Regions from separate parts of the Sus scrofa genome. Here regions 2 and 3 are each linked to region 1. The links are chromatin contacts, called in public Hi-C and HiChIP or PLAC-seq maps. All regions are on one chromosome and are shown on one strand. Each heading gives the region's core, a stretch centred on a gene start, on an enhancer-like site or on the middle of the called end of the contact. The rest is flanking DNA. Distances are from core to core; before and after follow the strand shown. Region 1 overlaps RNF144B (E3 ubiquitin-protein ligase RNF144B). Region 2 has its middle 220 kb from the start of RNF144B. Region 3 overlaps RNF144B (E3 ubiquitin-protein ligase RNF144B).

Evidence for each region. A called contact is a pair of places that touch in the nucleus more often than the background predicts. HiChIP or PLAC-seq counts read pairs in DNA pulled down with a chosen protein or histone mark.
Region 2: a contact with region 1 is called in an H3K27ac HiChIP or PLAC-seq map of skeletal muscle, with 6 times the contacts expected there. The contact joins two enhancer-like sites. A contact is called at or near these places in 2 of 5 promoter capture datasets (fetal liver and liver), 35 of 47 Hi-C or Micro-C datasets (adipocytes, adipose tissue, alveolar macrophages and 18 more) and 2 of 2 datasets of contacts at active chromatin or transcription factors (alveolar macrophages and skeletal muscle).
Region 3: a contact with region 1 is called in a Hi-C map of skeletal muscle, with 3 times the contacts expected there. The contact joins two enhancer-like sites. A contact is called at or near these places in 2 of 47 Hi-C or Micro-C datasets (embryonic fibroblasts and skeletal muscle).

The regions. Positions count from the first base shown.
Region 1 is chr7:13,959,930-13,963,145 of Sscrofa11.1, forward strand. The region is part of intron 1 of RNF144B (E3 ubiquitin-protein ligase RNF144B); the gene reads left to right. Among named protein-coding and RNA genes, the nearest start is that of RNF144B, 15 kb to the left of the region's middle. Within about 2 kb of position 1,727, at least 4 of the 83 cell types and tissues checked have an H3K27ac peak or open chromatin away from gene starts, as enhancers often do. A contact at or near this core is called in skeletal muscle, where this site is marked.
Region 2 is chr7:14,168,669-14,171,884 of Sscrofa11.1, forward strand. No RefSeq gene overlaps it. Among named protein-coding and RNA genes, the nearest start is that of RNF144B, 220 kb to the left of the region's middle. Within about 2 kb of position 1,488, at least 5 of the 83 cell types and tissues checked have an H3K27ac peak or open chromatin away from gene starts, as enhancers often do. A contact at or near this core is called in skeletal muscle, where this site is marked.
Region 3 is chr7:14,103,306-14,106,521 of Sscrofa11.1, forward strand. The region is part of intron 4 of RNF144B (E3 ubiquitin-protein ligase RNF144B); the gene reads left to right. Among named protein-coding and RNA genes, the nearest start is that of RNF144B, 160 kb to the left of the region's middle. Within about 2 kb of position 1,521, at least 4 of the 83 cell types and tissues checked have an H3K27ac peak or open chromatin away from gene starts, as enhancers often do. A contact at or near this core is called in skeletal muscle, where this site is marked.

The DNA.
Region 1 (3,216 bases), core at 477-2,976:
TTACATTGGACAGTTGGGAAAAATCCCATGGAGGAATCTATCATTTGTGGAAGAGAAAAGTGCATAGTTTAAGCTTAGTTGAGACCATCCATCTTAGTTGATCAATAGCTAACTGGGGCTCTTTTTTCCTTCATTAGGCCCCCAGTTCCCCTTCTGTCAAAGCGTTGATCAAGATATTTAATACTAGAGGATCAGGATAAAGTATTTTGGGTTCAAGTGACTTGCTTTATGATCTACCTTTTATTAAAACAGATTTGCTTTTTTTTTTTTTTATTTTCCCACTGTACAGCAAGGGGTTCAGGTTATCCTTACACATATACATTACAATTACATTTTTTCCCCCACCCTTTGTTCTGTTGCAACATGAGTATCTAGACATAGTTCTCAACAGATTTGCTTTTTAAAGAGAGTCCTATGTGTGTTTCCACACTTTTCTTTCTCAAAGAGGAGCTTCTAACTGTTCTTCCCATAAAATGTAAATTTTTTTTTTTCTTGTTGAGATTGTTCTTAATGATCAGGAGTAAATAATGAGTGTCTGTATCTCCTGAACTAGTTGAAGAGAATGACCTTCATTCAGGTAAAATGTCATGAACTGATCCCTGAAGGAAAAAAAGTGTAATGCCACCTATTGCCTTGGAGCATTTAGGATTCTTTCAGTGCTATAAGAAAAGGGACAAATATAAGCAGGGAGAAATAACAAAAAGATTGTATATCTAGGCATAGTAAAGTGTAGTCAGGTCCCGAATGAACAGAAGACTTCTGCTTCGGTCAGGAAAACCAGTCCTAGGGGTGGTAGAGGGTTCTTTGGAGCAAGCCCTATGCAAGCAACATGCCATAACTCTTTGAACAAAGTGAGTTTTTCTGGAGTTCCCGTCGCAGCTCAGGGGAAACGAATCTGACTAGCATCCATGAGGATGCAGGTTTGATCCCTGGCCTCGCTCAGTGGCTTAAGGATCTGGCGTGGCTGTGGCTGTGGTGTAGGCCAGCAGCTACAGCTCTGATTCGACCCCTAGCCTGGGAATCTCCACATGCCCTAAAAAGACCAAATAAATAAAATAAAAGATTTTATACTTTTGTGACTATTTGGAAAAAGCAAAACAAAACAAAAGCAAAATACCAAACCCTCCAATTCAACAACCAGGTCATCACTATTTTTGCATAAAATTAAAGCTTCTGTATTTGAATATTACATTTTCAAGAGAATCCGTCTTGATTTTAGCATGGCCAATACAACCAGTGAGAAATCCTCTGGTATATATTTATAAACTAAGTTAGGACTGTGGACCTTAGAAAGCTAGCTGCAACCATGGAAATCATCCTTTGTCATTTGTTTTTTGCAAAAGAGGAAACTAAAGTGGCTTGCCAGTGTCATTAATTATCTGGTGATTGAACAAAGGCTGTTGCTGAAGGTTCTTGATTCTTGGTGACATTCTGTTTAGCTTTTTCCTGCTCAGGATGGAAAAAAATAACTAGGTACTTAATAAACTTGTGTATCCAATCAGAGAAGGGCAATATGCAGTTATTCATGTTTGAAAAATACGCTGTATGTTAGTACCACTGTAAAGTTTCTGGCTTTCTGCCTTCAGTATTCCATTTTCTGACTCCCATGTGGTTGGATGGGGTCATGTGACCAGTTCGACCAATAATTTGCTAGCAGAATTGTGTGTCATTTCTGAGCGGCAGTGTTTAACCCATGGCTGGAGACCTGGGAATCTCTCTCTGCTAATTGCTCCCCAGGCCTGTCTCTGAATGATAATGATGTGCAGTGCCCCCTGCTGAGCAAGAATGGACATGTAGCATGAGTGAGAAAACCCTTTTAGTTTTAAGTCATTAAGATTTAGGGTTTATTTTAACCTCAGATTATAAACTTGCTAAGGGATGTTTCTTTTAAGGAAGAACATGCCTCTGATGGGGTATTTCTGTATCATTATTTTGATTCTCCTCTTTGGCTATTTTTTTTTTATCACCTATGGTAGCAAACTGTATCTGGAGTGACTGCTACAACCCATCTCAATTTTTTGAACTGTATTATTTTAAATCTCAGCTAAGCTTCAGTTAATGAAACCAAGAATCAAGGACTCTGGGTCCTAGTTTTCGTACTGGCACTGCCTGACTTTCATCCTGTTAGGGACTTAGTTTGTCCATCTATAAATAGGTGTTGAAACAAATCATCTTGAATATCTTTCTAGCACTGTTGATCTGTAATTCCAGGAAATCAGAGTAACATGCTGCTAGCTATTTTGGGTTAGGGATCTTAAACACATTTTTAAACTATAAGAACCAGGTCTAAGTATATCTTAGTACAACAATTCAAGGGATAAATGGTGCTTAAATCATCCAAAATTTTAACTGTCCCAGAACACAATATTCTGAGTTCTTTTGTAAGTATCACTTGGATATATCCAAGTATACATTTTCCAGGTTTTTCTGGTATGGAAGTGTATTTCCCATGTATTTAAGAGCTTTTGTCTTCTTTGGCATTCAGAAAAAGTTTCCCATGGATGTAGTGGAAATGAGTGTCTTGTTTTTTTTTTTTAACTTGCTTTTTAAATCTCTTCTTTTTTTCTTTCCTTCTTCTTTTTTTTTTTTTTTTTTTTAAGAGATGTAGATACCCAGATCTTGAACTTTTTCATGAGATTTGTCAACTTTATCTAAATTTACTTTACTCTTCCTGAGTTCTAAGACCTTGGGAAAGTATTGGCAGGCTTCCTTTTTGATGAAAGTGCAAGAGGGGCTGCACTTAGAGTTCAGCTATCAAATCTTCAGAACGCTTTGTTTGCAGTCAGTTTGGATGAAGGGAACAAGTGACAAAGCCTCTAGATCAGTTGCCATGTGCCTTAATGGTAGAAGGCTGTCACTGCTTTCTTGTTCCGGCTTTTGAATGACTTCTCTCAGAGCCTAAAGTAAGTGGGCTACAGAACCATAAAGCCATCGCCCCTGGCCAGGAGGGGTGCATCTAAGTTATATTAATGTCATTGCTATCCTCATGGATTTGTCAAGGGACTAAGTGACCTAAGAAAGCTAGTTCAGTTGTTTGCTTTTATGTAGACCATGTTCTGGCTTGTTCATTTTTCACGTGTATGTGTGTGTGTGGCAGTTTCATGCAGTTGGCATTGGAGCGTGATATTCTTTTACCTGAGGGAGGTATGAATGATGGAGAAAATTTCTTATAATAATTGCCATTGTTCTCGTCTGCAAAATACACTTCTAAGAATC
Region 2 (3,216 bases), core at 238-2,737, 210 kb after region 1:
ATAGAAATATAAACACATGTAAGGCATAAAACAGAGAGAATGTTAAAAATCCATTTATAGGCCCCATCCTTAAAACTGGAATCAGGATTAGAATCTGAAAGTGGGTAGCCATTTTGTGTTTGTGTTGACTTATACTAGCTTTTACTTACAAATTTGACCATTCCCCCCCACCCCCTCAGAACTGAAATAGAGTAGAGGAGGAGAGATTTTTCTGGGTTTCGTAAGATCTAGAAAATAAAGATGGAGGGGTAGAGTTGGAAAACAATGTAGGGGGACAATAAAGAGATGTATTGAAGTTAGCAACTGGCTTGTGAGTAGAGAAATTAAGAGCATCAACTCACAAGAGTTTGCACAACTTCCCTGATTCCCAAAGGAAGTGGATCTATGTCAGCTAGTTTCCATGTTGGCCAAGTGTTATGTATGTTAAAAGGAAAATAGTATTTTTCATGTTTAATGGACTTTTGAAAATCGTTTGCAAAGTTGTTTTCTTTTTTCTTTTTTCCTATAGTAACATGATACAGTGGTTTAGGAAAGGAATTTCAATTAAGGAATTTTCTTTAAAATCAAGTCTATTCCCTCTCCCCAATCCCCTTTAGAATTGCCGTTTTGATTCCTGTACCAGTGAAGAGCCTAGCTTGGGCTTTTCAGGGTAACATTCCATCAAAGTCCCATGGCAACCAAGCTTTTCACAAGTATCCAGCTGCCTTTCTGTCCCTCTGTGTGTCAAACAGGCAGGCAGCTATGAATCGTCAAATACACACTGGGGTCATTTGAGAGATAAACTTTATGAAAATAAAAAATGGGTTTGAGTGTTTATTGATTTTTTTCACTTCAGTGTGGAGTGAGAAGTCTCTATCCAGTAAAGCGTGGATCCTGAGTGTGACCCAGGGGCAGCTCCACTCAGGTGATGCACTTGGGAGCTTGTCAGAAAGCACTTCTCAGCTCTGCTCCAGCCCTACAGAGTCAGAAACTCTGCATGTAGGACTCATGTTTGAATAAGTCCTCCAGGTGATTGTGATTCATGCTCAAGTTTAGGAGCTTGCAAGTAATGTGTGGATGAGATGAGGTTAATCAGGTCTGTAATGCCTTATCCAAAACTCTAACATCACAAAGCTCTGAAAACTGAGAATATTACTCTGTTTGGCATCAAAATTCATTGGTGGCAAAACCTGTCTGGAATTCATATGAGGTTATTTATTATCATTATGTTTATCCCACTTTGAGTAATATTTGCTTTTACTTTGTGATACTAATACATTTGATTATGGCTCCAGATCTTACTGGAGGTCTTTGTAATTCACCATATTTGCTTTCTAAATTCTGAAAGATTCTCAATTTTTAAGCATATCTGCCTCAGAAATTTAAGAAAAGGAATTGCATATTTGTATGGGTTTAAGAGCCTCTTGTCACTTCTCAGAGTTAGCCAACTGGGCCAACTCCTTTTTCTTCTTCCTCCTCTCTCCTGAAATGACCCAACCACCTGCAATCCAAGGACTGATCGCTCCAAGCCAAGCTCTAAGTATAGCTCTGCTGGGGAGGCAGTGGGTCTAAGAGCCACTGTTGGAGCCAAAAGACCTACCCTTTCTGTCTGGTGCTCCCTAGATTGGAGGTTCCTTGAGTGTGAAGCCATAGCTTGCACATCTCTGAGCCCAGTACCTTGCACAGAGCCTCATGTGCTGAATGAGTGGAAGAGGCCTTGTGATGAAAAGGTATCATCCAGGAAAGTGGAAGCAACTCCAGTGGCCATCATCTTCCCAGGTGTCTCAACTGTCAGAACAAAGACTAACTAGTGAATGCAGTGGTTATTTTACCCTCTTTTTAAAAAAGTTAGCTAAACTCCGTATTTTATCCACATTTTATTAATTTCTGCATAATGTCCTTTCTGTTTCTGATCTCATCTAGGCTACCACATTTACATTACATTCAGTTATTGTGTCTTCTTAGGCTCCTCTACCTGTGACAGTTTCTCAGACTTGTTTTTGATGATCCTGGCAGTTTTGAAGAGTACTGATTGGATACTTTGTGTAATTCCTCTCTGTTGAAATGTGCCTCATGTTTTTCTTATGATTAGCCTGGGAGGAAGACCAGAGGTGAAGTGACATTCATATCACATCCATATCAGTGATTATCATTCCTTTTGACAGGGCTCTCCTAGGCCGTGGTTGTTGATTGCTTTTTATTGCTTTGTTCTTTTATATTGGGATCCCTTCCACAGAATTCAGAGTTGAGTTCTAGCTGGCTCAGCTATGCTGATCTGGGCAAGTATTTCCAGTGAAAAAATCCAACTCAAACTCAAGAGATTTCTTTTTTCTTTTGTGTGTGTGTATGTGTGTGTTTGCTTTTTTGCCTTTTCTTTTTCTTTTTTTTAAGATTTATTTTATTTTCCCACTGTACAGCAAGGGGATCAAGTTATCCTTACATGTATACATTTTTTCCCCCACCCTTTGTTCTGTTGCAACATGAGTATCTAGACATAGTTCTCAATGCTACTCAGCAGGATCTCCTTGTAAATCTATTCTAAGTTGTGTCTGATAAGCCCAAGCTCCCGATCCCTCCCACTCCTCCCTCTCCCATCAGGCAGCCACAAGTCTGTTTTCCAAGTCTATGATTTTCTTTTCTGTGGAGATGTTCATTTGTGCTGGATATTAGATTCCAGGTATAAGTGATATCATATGGTATTTGTCGTTGTCTTTCTGGCTCATTTCACTCAGGATGAGATTCTCTAGTTCCATCCAGGTTGCTGCAAATGGCATTATGTCATTCTTTTTCATGGCTGAGTAGTATTCCATTGTGTATATATACCACATCTTCCTTTTTTGCCTTTTCTAGGGCTGCTCCCACAGCACTTGGAGGTTCCCAGCCTAGGGGTTTAATCAGAGCTGTAGCTGCTGGCCAGGGAGTATACATCCCGATTGGAGAGGGACACAGCATTGGCGAATGTACAGTTACAGAGACAGCCTCTTTGTCCCTTCTTTCAGGGTGCTGGACTGCTCAAACTTTTTTGGCAACAGTGGTTGATTATATAGACAGTTTTTCATTACAGATTGCATTACAGTGTTAAAAGTACATTGGTTAACTATTACATGGTATAGCAGCTATGCATCCTGTTTTAAGATCTCTATCTTAACTAAACTTAGTGAGTACTTTGAAGAGGCCATAAAACATAAGAATTAGCATTTACAAACTTTGTTTGTAGACTGGTGCTTATCTTCAAAG
Region 3 (3,216 bases), core at 271-2,770, 140 kb after region 1:
TTCCGTCCTTTGTGTCCTAGATTCTAGAGTTTTATAGAAACTTAATAATCTAGGCAGATTCCTTACACCACCTATTATATCAGTTTCCTTCATGTGTATATTCTTACTCAAAGCGTGAATCCACCTTTTCTGACCAGCTTCAAGAGGATATTATGACTTGCTGAGATGGAGCATTCAAAGTTTCTGCTTGAAAGAGAAAAGATTCCCGTGGTGATAGGGGCGCTTAAAATATGTTTAATTACCTGATTATGTTTTTACATAAATAATGATATTCTAGAGTAAAAAAGGCCCGATCCTTCATATACTACCTAACCATGAGTTATGCCAACTCTCTACTTCTTTTGGGCTCAGTACAACAGTTTTAGACCAGATAACCTCAAAAGTTGTTTCCAAGCTTGAAATTTTGTGGTTCTCTTCAACTGTCTTGAGAGCAGCCCCTCTGCTGATGGCCACTTCTGTTCGGGTATGTTTACGCTAGCAGATGTTAATTCCAATCAGTTCAGTTTAATTGCATTTTAACCATCTGCAGAAGACCTTTGTTCTTTGAGATAGCAGAAAGCAAATTAATTTTGGCATAATTAAAAATGCAGCAGGTCATAAAAGTTAAAACAGTTTGATTTATTTCAGCTGATAATCAAATTAGCTTGAGTGCATGGTATTTCCCACAATCATAAAAAATGTACACGATGTCTTTTTTGGAACAGCCTCACAATGGTAGAAAATGGCAGAAAAACTTCTCATAGTAGTTGAGAAAATGTATAATAGAATAAAAAGCAAGCTCTGCCGTATCGAATGCTGATAGTTCCAGGTGGGAAAACCAAGGGTCTCCAGTTAGTTTTTTGAAAACTGAAAGAAGTTATTGGGGTCAGATGTGGTCTTTATGTTTCATGGCAGTTTTATTTTCTTGGAGTGTTTCTATTTCCTAATAATTGTCAGAGCACAGAATAGCTTTAAATAGCATTTCCTGCCTTGCATAATTTACATGAACAAGCAGAGTCTGAAGATCAGAGAGTCATGGGGCTTTACTTCAGTAATCAACTCTAATTTTCATAAGTAAATTCCAGTTCAGGTCTGTGACCTGTCTGTCTCTGATTTAAGTATGTTACAAACAATCACTTTTAAATTCCGTTCATGTTAAAAGTGCTGGGGGCACTATTCTCTTTTGCTAGACTTCTGAGTTTTTCCCCATCTCAAAGCTACAGCAGACTTGCACCACTGCCGATACAGGAGAAATTAGTTGAATGGGCATCAGTTCATTGTTTTCTTCATCTTTGAAATAGAAATTGGAAGGAGGAAGAAACTAAACCTTAAATGTTTGGATAAGCGTGCATTTGGTTTATCTACATAATCACTCTGTTTCCCAGGCCACAAGCCAGGAGGTAGAATTGAATTCTCAATAATAGTAATAAAAAGCATTTTAGAAAGTCCCCCACTAAGCCTGGGGGCTCTCCTTCCCTTCAGACTCCTCTCAGATAGTTGGGGTAGATGAGAGAGTGAGGAGAAGACAGCACTTGCTGATGAGATTGCCATTTGGCTCCCACCTGCTGTCCATTAATCTGTTCCTTTTTGGCTTGGATTCTGGCAGGTCCTGTGAGCTGCCAGGGCTGCCAAGGTCTGATGCCTCCTCAGCATTTTCCCCTTTTCTACCACGCTGGCTTTAGGCCCCACTTGGGGGACCCTGTGTTACTTCAGGTATAGAAAGCAAAACTGTGCTCTTCATGGCATATTGGAATTGTAATAATTTTTTAAGAAAGCAAACAAGTCTTTTAGATGCAGTGGACTTTTACTTGGAGCTGCTCTTCTGGGAGCTGGGCTGAAGGACAGTTGGAAGGACAGATGCTGTACTGTACTCAGATACCTTATCAGTGTAACCTGGTCAGACTCGTAGGTCTTGATCTCTGTTCCATTGGGGGAAACTCTTCTCCAAGAGACCCCAAGATGCCCCTACAGAGATATCTCTGGATAGTTGTTTCTGTTCCCTGGAAATATCTGAAGGCAGAGCTGAACAATATAGAACCTTACCAGAGATGCTATCATTATCTTTTATTGCCATAGGGAATACAGATCCTGTTTCTTATATTTCTTTGATGTTGCTTCCCTCCTTTAGTCAACGAATACTACTTTCCAGGTACCTTTCTAGGTCCGTAGTTGTCACCTGGCATGACTGCATCCAACTGCCTCTCTGCCAGGAAATCTGGACAGTTTTCACCTTCAAAATATGCTCTAAATTATCAGAACTTCTGCTTCTAACATGTATCATCTTGGATTAGACCGCTGCAGTGGCCTCCTAACAGAGCTCTCTGCTGCTCCTTTGTTCTACTACCAGCCTTTCTTCTTATAGTTGCCAGAATAATCTTTAGTAAGTGGAAATCAGATCATGGCACTCCCCTGATTAAAATGCCTTCTCCTCCAGTGGCATCTCATCACGTTTACGGCTTATCATCATAATCTGCTATCTGGCCCTTCCTGACTGTTCCCACATTATCTCCTGTGACTCTTCCCTCTGCTCACTTAGCTCCTTGTAAAATTGGACTGCCTTATTATATGTGTAGATCTTTCCGTTTGCATTACTTGGATAAAAGCTGGACATCTTTCAGATCAAAACCATATGTACATTGGCTGCTTATTTATGGTTCTAAATTATAGACCTCAATGTGATTTTTTAAAATCCTCAGCTATAAAAAAAAAAAAGAAAAGAAAACCTTCAAAAACAGAAGTGATGTTTACTCAGTGTCATCTGGTTCTTACCAGTGTAACAGTTCCAAAGGCTTCTCTCTCTCAATTCTAACCAAATTAATAGCTACTCAATGGGAAGAGTAGATCATGTACATTTGAGCTGAGGGGTCTCTGTCATGAATAAAAAATAAAAACAGAAAGAAAAACAAATGAAGGAAGTATTCTTTGTGTCTCCAGGTCCAGGGACACCAGGGTACCTTTTCTTCCCAAAGATTGTCCTTCATGAATTTCTACAGACAACTTAGGCTATTTGAGTATATAAGGGATAAATTCTTGCAGTCCTATCTGCATCTCCATCCAGTAAGAGAAATTCAACCCTCTATCCTTCACTCCTTGTTCACTTACTTTGCTCCTGATTTTAACACGGAAATATAAAACAGGATTTTCACAAGTTTGGCTAAATTGACCCCAGCCATCCCCCTCCCCAACCCCAATTTGTCATTTACTGGGTTTTTAATGGTTTATCAAGAATATACAGCA